Regions from separate parts of the Hordeum vulgare genome. Here region 1 is linked to region 2. Evidence: chromatin contacts called from public Hi-C data. All regions are on one chromosome and are shown on one strand. The core of a region is the stretch at or near the end of the contact, and the rest is flanking DNA. Distances in the headings are between cores, read along the strand shown.

What was found. A called contact is a pair of places that touch in the nucleus more often than the background predicts.
Region 1: a contact with region 2 is called in a Hi-C map of leaf, with 2.5 times the contacts expected there. The contact joins the promoter of LOC123448896 here to the promoter of LOC123448892 in region 2. A contact is called at or near these places in 1 of 6 Hi-C or Micro-C datasets (leaf) and 1 of 1 datasets of contacts at active chromatin or transcription factors (embryo).

The regions. Positions count from the first base shown.
Region 1 is chr4H:449,246,387-449,253,781 of MorexV3_pseudomolecules_assembly, reverse strand. LOC123448896 (6-phosphofructo-2-kinase/fructose-2,6-bisphosphatase-like) reads left to right here and starts at 6,069. Exons shown (of 23, transcript XM_045125931.1): 1 at 6,069-7,279; 2 at 7,366-7,395. The coding sequence starts at 7,133. It overlaps LOC123448897 (protein CHUP1, chloroplastic), which reads left to right and starts at 2,797. Exons shown (of 5, transcript XM_045125933.1): 1 at 2,797-3,572; 2 at 4,163-4,479; 3 at 4,567-4,678; 4 at 4,910-5,041; 5 at 5,140-5,636. The coding sequence starts at 2,952. The coding sequence ends at 5,214. LOC123448898 (a long non-coding RNA gene) reads right to left here and starts at 2,529. Exons shown (of 2, transcript XR_006631938.1): 1 at 1,867-2,529; 2 at 1,452-1,766.
Region 2 is chr4H:448,600,950-448,608,165 of MorexV3_pseudomolecules_assembly, reverse strand. LOC123448892 (protein MALE DISCOVERER 2-like) reads right to left here and starts at 5,841. Exons shown (of 6, transcript XM_045125928.1): 1 at 5,510-5,841; 2 at 5,352-5,415; 3 at 4,084-4,520; 4 at 3,812-4,002; 5 at 3,604-3,736; 6 at 1,971-2,816. The coding sequence starts at 5,585. The coding sequence ends at 2,221. It overlaps LOC123448894 (ethylene-overproduction protein 1-like), which reads left to right. Exons shown (of 4, transcript XM_045125929.1): 4 at 270-846. The coding sequence ends at 502. LOC123451507 (a small nuclear RNA gene) reads left to right here and starts at 1,667; the gene lies at 1,667-1,785.

The sequences.
Region 1 (7,395 bases), core at 4,820-7,319, 650 kb before region 2:
AAAGATCATTAAACACTAAAATCAAACTAATCCAGCTACATACCAAAGGGCTAAGCTTAAACAGGAAGGCACAGAAAAATTACCTGCTTACCACAACCATTAAATGTCCTTCCAGTTTCTAATTCATCAAACGCAACAAATTTCTTGGCCCTAAACTAGCGAAGCTTGCATTTGATGGCCGGATCCGCCACTGAGCCACATAAGAAAGCATCAACAGTGGTATTTCTACTTTGTTAAGAAGCATCAACATAGCTTAAATTGGGTTTGAAATGGAAAATCCCCAAACCCAAACCCTAACCCAAACCATTAGGAAATCTTACCCACATATCCATGTCCATGCTGGTGTAGCTCAATTCCTGCTCGCTGCTTTCCTCCCTGACTTTCCAGGAAGACATTGCGAGCTGACGAGGTTGAGCAGCGTCGCCGGCGACGCAGAGGCGAGAGAGGTGGAGAGGGAGCTTGAGTGAGTGAGCTGGCGGCTAGCACCGTTTCCCTTTAGGGAAATGCATTCCGACCGCACCGGTTGGACGACTGTTAACGATCATTAGGCGTTGCACCGTCCATGTGCGTGCTTTGCCACGTCAAATTATGTTCAAAAAGCGGTTCAGTGTTTCTGCCACCGCCATTCTTTTTGTGCAGTGCAAAGTGCAACGTTTTGTAAAGTGATGGTTTTCTGCTAATCACGTCGTTATTGCTATTGTGGTGGCTCTGTGCATTTTACTCGCAGTTTCTTCATCACCTAAACCATTTTCTTATGTCAAGTTTAGGTTGCTTACCACATGTACTTGTGTTGCCTAAACCATTTTCTTGAGCTTCCTAGTCTAGTGATGGAAAGTTTCAAAGTATAACTACGATCTCTCGTGATCTGCTGCTGCAAAAAAAAAAAAAAAAAAAACTTCCGTGAACTGAAATGGCGTGATGGGATGACTCACCGGAACAAGCTGGCGCGCGGACGCCATCCAGATTGAAGGCCGTCATTTTCCGTGAAGAAATCTGGTCTATTTTCTGTACTCTGACAACGATCCACCGTTCAGTAGTCCAGTACAAACGTCGGGTCAGGAAAGCACCGCCCAAACTTCACCAGAAAAAGCCTGACGCTGATGCATGCACTGCCAAGATTTCTTTCTTTCTTTCTACATACACGGGCCGCTATGGCGCCATACCAAGACCCAAGTACGACGTACAGTATAATCCAACAAGCGACGCCAAACGGCTGGAGTGAGACTCACTTTCACCCTGGCAGCCGGCGAGCATCAACTTCACTGATATAACTATACGTTTTGGGAAAACGCTTGATAAAAGTATAATTGTCAACAGTCGTGATTATGCCTAGGAAAAAACATTTGTTGATTTCAGATGAACATAATAGAGGGTATGTGAATCATTAAGTATCGCCGATTTTTTAGTTGGCATTACACATTAGTACAGCTGAAAACTCATGAAAGCAATGCTTACCTGGGCATAATCTGGCATATATAACCTCCATAATAATTTGCCAAGTTTGTTGTCCGCCTTCTGTAGCCTATACAGTATGAATAATTGAAAATGATCACTACCCAGTCCCAGATACTCCTTACATTTATGAGCGCAACTATTAGTACATCATTAGGCGTAATGATACATGCAGTCAGGGGGTCCATACACAGATCTTGATGAAGCATCCTTCACAGTTGATGCACCGCACTGCATCTATGTATGTAGTACTTCCACCAACCGAGTACTGAGATCGCATTCTACACAAATCACACCCAATCCGAGCATGGAAACTGACACACCAAAATCAGTGAACTCCTTAAACATGGCCGCAATCCCCTACGGATCAGGGACTTTACACTGGTACCTGTATCTCAGATTACACAGACTAACCTTGGATGCCAGCTTAATTCTGTCTCTCCGCAATATACTTCTTGACGTGTCGTTCATCCTGCAACAGTTTATTTCCACACTTTCTTTATAACATTTCTAGAATCTTCATACGCACATTTTCTTTATAACATTTCCTTCTTGATGCGTCTTTTTCGGGTTTCTGCTATCACCTATATTTGGTGACATAAGCAGATGCCCAATTCTGTTCAGATACAGGCAGGAAAGGCTTCACCTGAAATCTTCAGCAATCACAACACATGGGTTAGGAAATAGGATTGTTACAGCAAGAGCAACAGTTCCAAGGAACGTGACAATGCTTGTGTGCTTTGAAAGAGAAACACATTCAGATCTGCTTTTTCCGTTCTTTTTGCTCGGATTTCCTTTATTTTGTTTCTTCTTGTCCCTCTACTTTTCAAAATATTCACTTGGTCTTATTAGCCAAAGGTGTCCAGGACTGGTAAAGGAGTTCCATCTGAGTTCCTTTTACACAGCTTGAGGCAGAAGAAAGCTTGTATTCAAGCTTTGCTGTCAGAACTTCACAAAAAGAAAAAAAAGTGCAATCGGAAGAATCCAAGCATGAAGGAGAATGACATATTTTTCAGGGAAAGAAGAGCGATAAAAAACTTCTACCTCCTGCTTGGTATAAAATAGCACACCGACAGCTAAAGGTAAATCTAGAAAATATACCAGCCATGTGAACTGAACATAGACAGTGGTAAATTATGTATGATAGAATTGGAAAATAGTTGTACACAAAAGGACAAGAGAAACACGTAAGCTTGTACGACTGAATTTTCTTTAGTGAAGTTACACAAAGAAGATAGGTACCCCATAGCAATCACTTGAAGGACAAGTAATTAGCCTAGCAGCAGCACCTATCCTACCTAACTTTATGTTCCACCAGTTTTTCCCTGCACATATGTAAGTTCCTCTTGCCTAGATTCAACAGAATTGTACAGAAGCTCACTTACATCTCCTTTAGTGCTCCACCAAACTATATGAGTGATGAAGTAGGAGACATATAGATTATACGAGAGGAATCAGTACCACCATACACAGAGATCATCTCCTCTAGCGAAGAAGAGATGATGAGGGAGGGTGATGCATGCGTTGCACTTCTGAGAAGCAAGCTCCATGGCCTGATCGAGAGGAACCACACTCTGGAAGAGGAGAACAAGCAACTGAGGCATCAAGTCAGCCGTCTAAAAGGCCAAGTCTCCTCACTTGAAGGGCAGGATACTGATAGAAAGATAATGTGGAAGAAGCCGGAGAATTCTGCCACCAGCAACAACTACTTCAAGGAAAAACAGTTTGTTCACAACAATGATGATGTGAAGGAAGCTATCGATCTCAACAGCTCGGTATGTTACATCAGGCAGCAATTTTCTAGGGCACCGTCAGTGAAATCAAGAGCACCAAGGGTTCCTAATCCACCACCAAGTCCGACGTGTATCCAACCGATCATCAAGGCAAAAAAGGAAGGATCCATGGGTCCTCCTCCTCCACCGCCACCTCCCCTACCTTCCAAATTACTGAAGAGCACTAAGGCAGTCCAAAGAGTGCCAGAGGTAGTTGAGTTGTATCGGTTGTTAGTAAGAAGAGAAGGCAAAAGCGATGTGAAGTCTGGATCTGTGGGAATTCCAGTAGCTACTAACAGCCGAGACATGATCGGGGAGATAGAGAACAGATCAGCTTATGTTATAGCTGTAAGTACATATGTTCTTCTATCTTTTTCTCAGAGTATGTGCATATGATATATTGTTTACTTAGCTGCCAATTCCTTTATTTGTTTCAATTTTCTTTTCTTTTCGAACCAACTTACGCAACAAGAGTATGACAATTGCAGAATACTTCCTCCCACATGACAGTTACCAGTTATTTGTTGTATTAAAGACAATATAATTTCCTAACAGTATGTGCCCTTCATTCCTAAAGAGTATAACTTTTTCTTTTCTTTTCGAACCAACTTACGCAACAAGAGTATAACTTTTTTTATCGCGTAATCTATTCAGTCATCTTTATTACCTTATGAACACACTACAGTATATGAAATCATTTTCTTTATGGATAAAAAAGCAGCGCCAAGTGTTAGTTTAAGAGCATGCGACATGTTCTTCTGATATTTCTGTTTCCCTCCTCCTGCAGTTGATAATGTTATATAACTCTTTATTTTTTTATAGTACGAATAATCTTTTAATGTACATCTGAGTCATGTTTTCTCCCTATTATTCTGTACAGATCAATAATTTCCTAACCAAACCAAAAAAATATTCCCTTGCGATTATTGTTCCAACAGATTAAATCAGATGTAGAAAATCAGGGTGAATTCATTAGCTTCCTGGCAAGGGAAGTTCAAAATGCAGCATACAAGGAAATAGCCGATGTTGAAGAGTTTGTGAAGTGGCTAGATGGGGAACTATCATACCTTATAGATGAACGGGCAGTGCTCAAGCACTTCCCTAACTGGCCTGAGAAGAAAGCAGATGCCATGAGAGAAGCAGCATTCACCTACCGGGATCTGAAGAACCTGGAAGCAGAAGCATCATCATTTCACGACGACAGGAGAGTGGCTACACCTATGGCTTTGAAGCGCATGCAAGCTCTACAGGATAAGTGAGTAGATGAAATGAATGCATTTAGTAAGGCTGTTGCATTGTCAAACTTTGAACAATATAACATGATTCATGCTTCCCCTTGTAGAATTGAACAAGGTATTCACAATACTGAAAAAATAAGGGACAGTGCAAGTGGAAGATACAAAGATCTCCTGATCCCATGGGATTGGATGCTTGACTCTGGAATCATAAGCCAAGTATGTACTATGTGCTCCCAAACTTCTAATATCCATCTTTGTCCTCAGTTTGATATAATAGAGAAGACATAGCTAAGTGCATTTTACAAATTCGTCTTCAACTGGAACAAACCAACTTACGAGTTATGTGGTACACATAGGAATTATCCCACTACCCTTTTCGCTATAAAAGTATAAATTCATGTCTAATAGACATATCATATATGAAGTATCCTCTTGCTACCTTAACAGCTAAAGGCCGCTTCATTGAAGCTGGCAAAAGAATACATGAACCGCATTATGAATGCACTGAAGTCAGATCCATTTGTAAATGATGAGGAACTGCTCTTGCAAGGTGTCCGCTTTGCCTTCCGAATACATCAGGTAATTCTACTGCAATCATGAATTGCTTTCGAATGACATTATGAGTTGCTACCTACAAACTAACTAACCAAGGTAACCGCAACAAACCAAATTTGCAGCTTGCAGGTGGCTTTGATGAGGGTTGCCGGAAAGTGTTCCATGAACTCAAGATGTATGCAAGCAAGCCAGAGTGATCTGATGGAGTATACCTGGGTTCAAATAAGCATCACTGGGATACAACGGACATGATTAAGTTCTGCCGAGGTTGGCTCCAGGTCGACTCCACTAGTCCCCAGGATAATCCCGTGAACAATTTTCTTAACTTAACTATTTTGCATCTAAGATGCGGACCTCTTGGATGCAATTTGAAGCCTGAGAATTCCAAGTACATCCACACACAACTCTTAATTTAAGTACACCTTCTGGGAACATTCTAAAATGTCATTAGAGGGTGGTAAATAAAAGAAAACAAGAGCCACCACTTTGATTGTTAGGTGGTTGTACCATGAAGTATCAAGTAAGAATGTGGAAATGGCAGAATTTACGGATACAGACAGGACGACAGTATGTGCCCTTCATTCCTAAAGAGTAAGATTGACAATTGTTAGGGCACACAGATTACGACTTTTCTTGTTAGAATTTGTCTGAGGTTTGATAAAGGGCAAATTGGCTGTAAATGCTAAAAAACTAGATGACTGCTCCAAGTATTCAAACCTGAACAGCATTTATGCAGCAACTGATAAGAATATCAGATACATCCAGTTTTCCCATAAAAAAAGCAGACAAATCAATTTTTCCCTAGGACGCCGACCTTTTCAGATTCCGCTGTTAGAGTGTATTCAAGTGTATGTTGAATCAACAACATCCTCTACTTCTTCAGGAGCTATAATTGTCTGTGAGCAATAAAAATACCACCTAAGCATCATAAGCCCGATATTTTCCACAATCCACCAATGCTGGATAGCCCTATTATACAGTATGTGCCCTTCATTCCTAAAGATTAAGATTGACAACAGTTAGGGCACACTGAATAAGGTTTTTTTTTTGGTTAGAATTTGTTTGAGGTTTGCTCAAGAGAAAATTGGCTGTAAATGCTTCCCATCAAGCAATAGTTGCCAAAGCGCATCTCTCCTTTGGTTTCCCATTAAGCATAATGTGATGCGGATGGTCTAACAATAAGGTACAGAATATTTCAAGAAGTACTATCGTGTCTCAAATCGTGTTTGGATCAAAGGCAGCACGATCATGTGGTTTGGCAAAATGTGCAAGTGTTCCCGGTGCCAAATATCCACAAACCAGAGAAAATCTACATTCTACAAGGTTGCTGTGAAGACAAAAGCACGGGCGCCAATCAACTTAGCCCTACCCCTACGGCACCTACCATTTCAGATTCTGCTGTTGACTGCCGCATTGTTTCGCTCAAAATGCGTTCAACTATGTGCTGAATCAACAGCGTCCTTTACTTCTTCCGCAGCTATAGTCCGTAAGCAATAACAGTACCATCTATAACCCTCAGAAGAAAAAACCACCTAACAAGCACCATAAGCCCAGTATGCAGCACAATCCACCAATGCTGGAACGAATTTGCGAGTAAAGAAACTACCCAACAGAGATGCGCGAGCAAACCAAGCACGAAGGCCATGGCTCTGGCAGGCTGCTGCAAAATCTGCAAGAGCATCACACAGACAGACGGAAAAGGAAGGAATCAGCCACCCCCAGATACCTGGTGAGACGGAAAAAACCGGCGGCGGCGGGTCGGTCCATATGACGGCGTCTCGCGCCGCGACGCCTACTCCCCGCGTCTCTCTCTCTCTCTCTCTCTCTCTCTCTAAGCTGCTCGCCCCCTTTCTCCGCGCTGAGACGCTTCGCCCGCCGTCACCGTCGCCGGCCGGCGGTAGCGCGGTTGCCATCGGACATTCTTGGGCTGGCTGGTGGGCCAGGTACGTTTCCGGCCCCACCCGCTGTTGCGGATTACGAAGGGATCTACCACCATCGCATTCGCACCCACCTCGTGGCCCCACTTGACAGTCGCACGAAAAGACGACACAGACGCGCCCGCTTTCCTTCCTTCCGGCACCTTCCAAGCCCCCCTTCCTTCTGGCCTCCCCGGCGATGGCGACGGCGGCGAGCTCCGGCGGAGCATCCGACCATCAGTATGTCTCGGTCAAGTTGGAGAGCCCCCGCCTGGCGGCGCTCGGCCTCGCCCCTCACCTCTTCGGCTCCCACCCCGCCGCCGGCTCGTGGGACCCTTCCAAGGCCGTAAGCGTCGCATCCATCCCCTCTTGTTCGCGAGTATGTTCCCCGTGCGGGGAGTGATGTGATTTTTTTCCTGGTTGTGTTCGCAGCTGCCGATGGAGCGGGCCGCGGCCGCCATT
Region 2 (7,216 bases), core at 4,592-7,091:
AACAATTTGAAACTTTACAGCAATGTGAACTTTCAAAAACCAAATGGTAGACAATTTTTTGAAGCCTTGCATTATGTTAAGTTTGGAACAATACGTGGAATCCATAGCTATCCATCTAGCTTACGGTTACATTCATGTTGTCTGGAGAAGACAATGAATTGTTAAAAAAATCGTAGCTATTCTCTTTTTTTCAATATAAAGGGAATTCAGAGCTAATGTCTGAAGAATATTTCAACGGCCTGATGACATGTTTGTTGTGATCCCCGCAGTTCTGATGGACGAGAACAAGGAGGAGGAGGCGATAGGGGAGCTGACGCAGGCGCTGGCATTCAAGCCGGACCTCCAGCTGCTCCACCTCCGCGCTGCCTTCCTGGACTCCATGGGCGACAGCGCGAGCACCCTGCGCGACTGCGAGGCGGCCCTGTGCATGGACCCGGAGCACGGGGACACCCTGGAGCTCTACAACAAGGCTTCCGCCAAGGCTGGCCAGTCCGAGCGCTAGCCAGCCGGCGGATCCACCCCGCGCGCCTGCGACCGCCATCGTCGATCAGCTAGCCGGATGATGAACCCCTTCCACGTCCACATCAAGCAAGCAAGGAGAGAAAAACGCACAGCGAGGCAGGCAGAAGAGAGCGCTGACGGAGCGACGGACCCAAGGCAACACGACATGGGCATGTCTGTATCTGTACCGAGTGTAGCAAAAGCATACGATGCAAAGGCAAAGGCGAAGGTCGGTCGGGCTCTGCGTGTAAGCGTACAGGAGGTTGATGAGAGAGCTCTGCTGTAACACAAAACAAAATGTACGAATAGCGATTGTAAATGGCGAAATGGCATCATTTTTAAAAACATCAGCGAGGCAAGAATTCAGTTGGTTTGATGGGAGCTACTATATACTACTGTAAATGAAAAGAGAGGGAGAGGGCTGCGGCACAACAGGCTGGCCTTCAATCACAGCAGCCGGCACGGTGGGCAGCCTCATGCTTTCTCACTCTTTCTGCCCCAATTTTTTTTTCGTTTTATATGTATGCCTCTGTTGGTGGCGTGTTATTCGGAGGCACGATCTAAAGAGTTGTGCTTTTCCACGACTCGGCCAATACAATCGCTTGCTTGCTTGGTTGTCGCCGGCCACTGCGTGCTCCCCACCCAGCTCAGGCCACCGAGCTGTTCCGTTCCCAAAGAGAGAGGATTCTGGCTTTTCTTATTATATATATATATATATATATGCTGCTACCCGATTTTCGTGTTCCTAAAAGCCACGACCATCAACTGTTTTTGATCCATTTCTTTCCTCTTTTCAACATCTTTTTCAAGATGGTTTTTCTCCTTGTTCTTGTTTTCGCTCCACTGTAAGTCTAAACAGTCTGCATGAGTGACCGGTACTAGAGTGCTCGTTTAACCACAGATCGCCGCTGGGTAGAGATAATTATACTTGTTAGGTTCCCTCAAAAAAAGAACTATAGTTGATAGGTGATTTGGGCCCGGTTGGTTGCAACAACAAAAATGGCAATTTAGGCCCGGCAGCAGCAAGCAAAAGAGTCTCCACTCTACTGTACTACATCTCAGCCACTGCATCTCAGCTTATTTAGTCCCACACTGCTAGCGCTGGAGAGTCATCCCACCCAGGCCTCTTTTAAACAGCTCCCCGGGCCACCTCCAGAGAACACGCAGCTGCGTGATGAGCACATAGCGAACTATTCTTTCGCCTTTTACTAAAGAATACCGTGGGCTCGCCACACCAAGCAGCATACGCTAATTTTTAAGGGTTCCTTCTCTTTGTGAGAAGGTCCTACAATGTCGTTCCCAAATGTTTAAGTTGTTGCCTTCCAGTGCAATTTTAATTTGAGCAACAACATACGTTTCTGTTCCATGCATGCTTGGAGTTAGCTCTTTTTCCTCCCTTTTTGAATAAGCTTTGTTTGGGCCTCTGGACAATATGATTCAGCGTAACGTGGTTCATGCTTGAAATCGGCTTCATGAACTTTGGGTAGAAGAATTATGAGAGCTGTAGACAATATGGTTCAGAGTTAGCTGTATTGCAGCTCACTCGGCTGACAGTTAACTCACGGACGGCCGCCCTCTTTTTTTACAGAGCACCCACCACTGACTATTTGCAATCCTGAAGCAAACTTGAAACACTCTGTAGTCTCTACCTGGCTACCAATTCCACAAACAAGATCAGCAGCAGCAACCAAACAACTCAAACAACTTTCGGTCACAACTTCAGCTGTCAGAAGAAGACATGATCTCAAGCTCGGCCCACCACAGCGGCGACACCTTGGGGGTCGCCCCGTCGGGCCCGAGCGCCGTGATCTCCTTGAGCCGCGCCGCGACCTCCGCCATCGCCGGCCTCCTCTTCGGGTCCGGGTCGACGCAGGACCTCGCCACCTCGCACAGCGCGCGCGCGGCCTCCTCGGAGAAGGAGGAGCCGATGCTGGGGTCCATCAGCTCCGCGAGCCGCACCTCGCCGTCCAGGTAGCGGGACGCCCACCGCTCCAGCGGCCCGTCCTCGTCGGAGCAGGCCACCCTCCCCGTCAGTATCTCCAGCAGCACCACGCCGTACCTGTGCACGGCGTTTTCCAGCTCCGATGAGGGGTCGAGGGCGCCATTGGTTGAACGAGGTGACGGTCCCTTCGCGTCGTCTGGGAATTCGAGGTCTGAGACCTTCGCGGCGAAGTCGTCGGTGAGGTATATGGTGGTCGAGTCCAAGCTCCTCGGCACCACGGGTGGGCTCAGCTGGTGCATGTGCTCGAGGCAGTAGGCGATGCCCATGGATATCCTCAGCCGCGTTACCCAGTCCAGCTTCTCGGCTTCTCTCACTGCAAAATGAAATTGACGGGGATGAGACATTGTGAAAAATGTTGATACACCGACTGACTGACACTCCGACAGTTAAGAAGTACTGTATGTAATTGGAACAAACTAGCTATCTCTTGTTAATAGATAGTAAGTAGGAGTACAACTTATATAGTTGATGCACACATACTCATATCTTGTGACTAACAAGATATGGTTGATTTTCAAGAGATGGAATTCAGTTAAGACAGGGGAAATTTTAAGATACTACCAAATTATGTCCCTAAAAATAGTACTAGCAAATTACGAGCCGTATGAGGCAGCAAACTCTCAAGCATGGTTCTAGGGGCAGTAATTCTACATAGTCATTTGGAAATTGCGGAAACCAAGTTGTTCAATTTCTCAAAAAAATGAAGTTGTCGAACAATGTGGGAAATTATATTGAAGGACATCATTGTTTAAAGATTACGAAGTGCTTTGACTTCAATAAGACCACATTCCTTTTTCTCTTTCTTCTCCTCTTTTTACGAAATCATATCTCTTTATTCTCCCTTCTATTTTATTTATATGACAAGTAATTCATAAGGGCAACACGGAGATCTTTATTGGTTGGAATCTGGTTGCTGAAGAGGTATGCATAGTTCATTTGTTGGAGAAACTTTATTGTAAGGTTTTGTGGGGTTATGGTTTACACCATTGTTAACAAATGTTCTGTGCATAAAGGATTTCTGTACTTACATGGTGAAGAGAACAGATTTGCGAAAAGGAGAAAAATTATAAATCATGGTAAGAAACTAAGAATGCACTTACCATGCAGATACTCAAAAAGTGTCCCATTTGGAGCGTATTCAAATACCATGGCTCTGGTAAAAGGATGCCCTTCCTCACAGTAGCCAAGCAAGTTCATAAAATTCCTGTGGTTTACTTTGGACAAACTTGTGATCTGAAAACATAACCATTGGAATCAAACATAGGCCAAACAGCGTGCATTTATACAAGCGGCGCAACTGAATGGTACCTTTTTCCTGTACTGTGATTCACATTCTTTGGACCAATCCTTTGCAGATGTTACCAAACTTGACGCAACTGCAATTTCAACTCCACTCGATAAAGTTCCCTTGTACATCATGCAGCTAGATGTAGAACCAATTATATTGCTGAAATCCTCGCTCGCTGATTCCAGCTCCGATCGTTTGAGTGCAGGCACACCTACAAATGTGATCAAATTGTTATGTGAAATTGGAACAAACTCCTAGATAACATACATGTCAAAGTGCAAACAAAGCATACCTGTTACAAAAGCTTTTTGCAGTTGTCCGCTAAGTCCTGTGACCCAAGGTTTCACAGTCCCCACCCTTTTAGCTCGGCAGTAGAGAGCACCAGCTGCTGATATGATAAGGAAGGCAGCAACCCCTGCTGCAACTAAACCATAGGTTGTCCAGGAATGCTTATGCACAGAGTGAGATGGAGTTTGAGCCGAATGATCGTGCCCAGCTCCCCCAGCTGCAGGCTTAAACTTAAGCGGGTGTGGAAGGTCTATTGATGGATCATGGCGTAAAGGGGATCGCTGTGGCGTTGGTTGTGAATAAAATGGCGATGGTGCACCTTCTGGTGGTGATGATATGAACGCTGAGGGTGATGGAGCAGACACTGGTCCTGATTTTGGAGCTTGTGCATGTGAGAAAAGGTACCCGGCACCTTGGTTTTCACCACCAATCTGCAGCAATCTTTTGAAAGTTCAAGAAAAGGAATAGTTAGGACTTGGGATGTACTCCCTCCGCAAAGAAATATAAGAGCGTTTACATCACTACGGAGGGAGTACTGTATTATCAAGATAAATATTTGCCATTTCTGATGATGGAAGTACAAAAATCACCTGCCTTTGATTCATCTACTATCATATTCACACGATCATTTTATATAATAAGAGATATAGTAAAATACAATATTTCTCTTTCAAATACCTATATTTTTATTTTTAAAGTTTAAAATTCAGTGAGAAAAAAAAAACTCTCACTCAACAGCCTACTGTCACATAGTATATCTCTCCATGACTACAATCCAAGTCTTTCTAAAATAACCACAGGCACCATTCGTGAATGCTAGAAAAGTAGCTACTACTGCAGAGCTTCACCCAGCAAACTGTCTCTGTTGATAAATATTCAAAGGGAAGCGAGGCAAATAGATCTTTTTTCATTAATAGTATAAAAATAAGTGAATAAGCCGACTTCCGATTTTTACAAGAAGAAAAATATCAGTAGGGATGTCAGTTTAGTTCAGAGCTGAAGAGTTGATGGTTCCAACCAAACTGGTAAATTTGTGGCATTTGTCACACATTAATGGTAATAGGCCAACACAAAAAAACACCTACTCCCTCGGTCCCTCCATAAAGATATATAAGAGGTTTAGATCACTAAATTAGTGATATTTCTTTACAGAGGGGTATTTTCTAGTTCCAACTCCAATCTAAAAAATCACAAACTCTGGATAGCAAAATCGCACTGATCCATTTCCTGCAAGCACCAAAAAAGAACCAGTTCCAGAATCTGAGCGCTCACCTACGACTAAAAGAAGCTCCATTACTGCTCAACTCCTCAGCTCCAACTCCGAACCCTCCAATCCCTGCAGCAGCAAATCAAAATGGCAAACGCCGTTAGCCCAAATGCATACCCAACAACTCGGAGCAATCCAAAGGTCGAGCAAAAGAGAAGTAAACCTGCTCCTCCTCCAAGCCGCCAAGAAAAAGCAAGCAGGAACAGAAGAAGGAGCCTGCGCGGCGGCGGCCACTCCATCGCAGCACGGGCCGAGAAAATAGCAGTGGAGGCGCAGTTGCTGGCGTCGGAGGGGAGAAAATCTGATCCGGAAGGTGGATGGCGGCGGTCACGGGAAGCGGGATGCCGGAGGAGAGACGGCGCGTGGTGTGGTTGGGAAGAGGGCGGTGGAGGCGGGCGGCGAAAGTGGCAGCCGAAGGTGGTGGAGAGGAGAGGGAAAGGGAGGCTGCACGAAGGCGACTACACAACAAGAAGCTTTTAGTTGGTTCTTTTTTCTCTTTCGTTTTAAAATTGTTTGGTTCGTTGATCTAATCATTCTCCACATACATGAATTGCGAACTAATGCAGTTTGCCCATCACTGTGGAACCAACCTCCTAGATTTCCTTCCTCTTCATTTTTGGGGTATAATCATGGTCTTCAACAACTTTGGCCGTTACTTTTTCACATGAATGTGAATTTTTACAACAAAAAATTACTTCATCCGTAAACTAATATAAAAGCATTTAAAATATTAGTTTAGTAATCTATACGCTCTTATATTAGTTTACAAAGAGAGTAATACTTTTTATTTGTAAAATGTGGTGCTATTAAAATGTATTAATTACAAAACTAGTTATAATTTATTTTAACGGTGCAATCGAACACTTATTCAAAATGTATGGGTGTGATTTTGACTAAACCCATTCTAGAAAGTTGTCTACTTGCGAAATGATGCAGCGTACACCAAGATATATGATTTCAAAATGTCTAAGTATCCGTAAAGATTTCTTACATGTGCATTCCCCTTGACAAATTGTTGTGAGATTCCTCACAATGGTTCTCATATCAATACTCTGCCACTTTGAAGAAATAGAAAATCTAACAATATTTACAGGTGATAATGTTTTTGCGATCGACACAAAAAAGAAAGGCAATATAGCCATCGAATGCGGATTATGTCCCTCCTAAGGCTAAGTTTTTTTTTTGAGTCCTCAAGAACAACAAAGACCGTTTTCTTCTGTCTTAGCCTCTTATGTAGACACAACTAATTTGCATACAAAATGACCATATGCAACGATTGATGCAGAGGCCGGGGGTTTGAACCTCTTTTTCTAAAAAAAACTAATTTGCATACATGGAGAAGGACCTCAACGGGCCACCTACTATGCTCCTTAGATGAAGTCGCAATGAGGTCATTTCACCTGTTGTTGGTGAGAAGGCTTGGAAGGTGAAGTAGCCCCAAAAATATATCCACATTATGATATATAGTCTTTACAAAAGGTGGGTGAGTGTTCAGAGGTTTAAAGACATTTGAAGAAAAGGCTTGTGAGGCGAGGCTATCATAAATCCTGATGTGCAAGATTAGGAAGGAGATCAAATGTGACATTTTGGCCTAGTCTATACTAGAATGGCATTTTCTTGTGCGAGGCCCGAGGAAGGACCTTTACAGGGTTCTTTGTTAATTGACATCCCTTTACTAGCAGTGATCTTGAATAATCGAGGAGTCTTGTGTAGATTTCATGTCCAACTACTTCATCCAAGTTTGAATTGTGGAAGAGGAATGTACATGATACTCCAACATTTCCCTCATGTTTACGTTCCTTTAGAGTTATGATGTGTGGGTGGTGGAAGCGGGATACACTAATTACTTATTGTGTTTACGAGGTTTTGA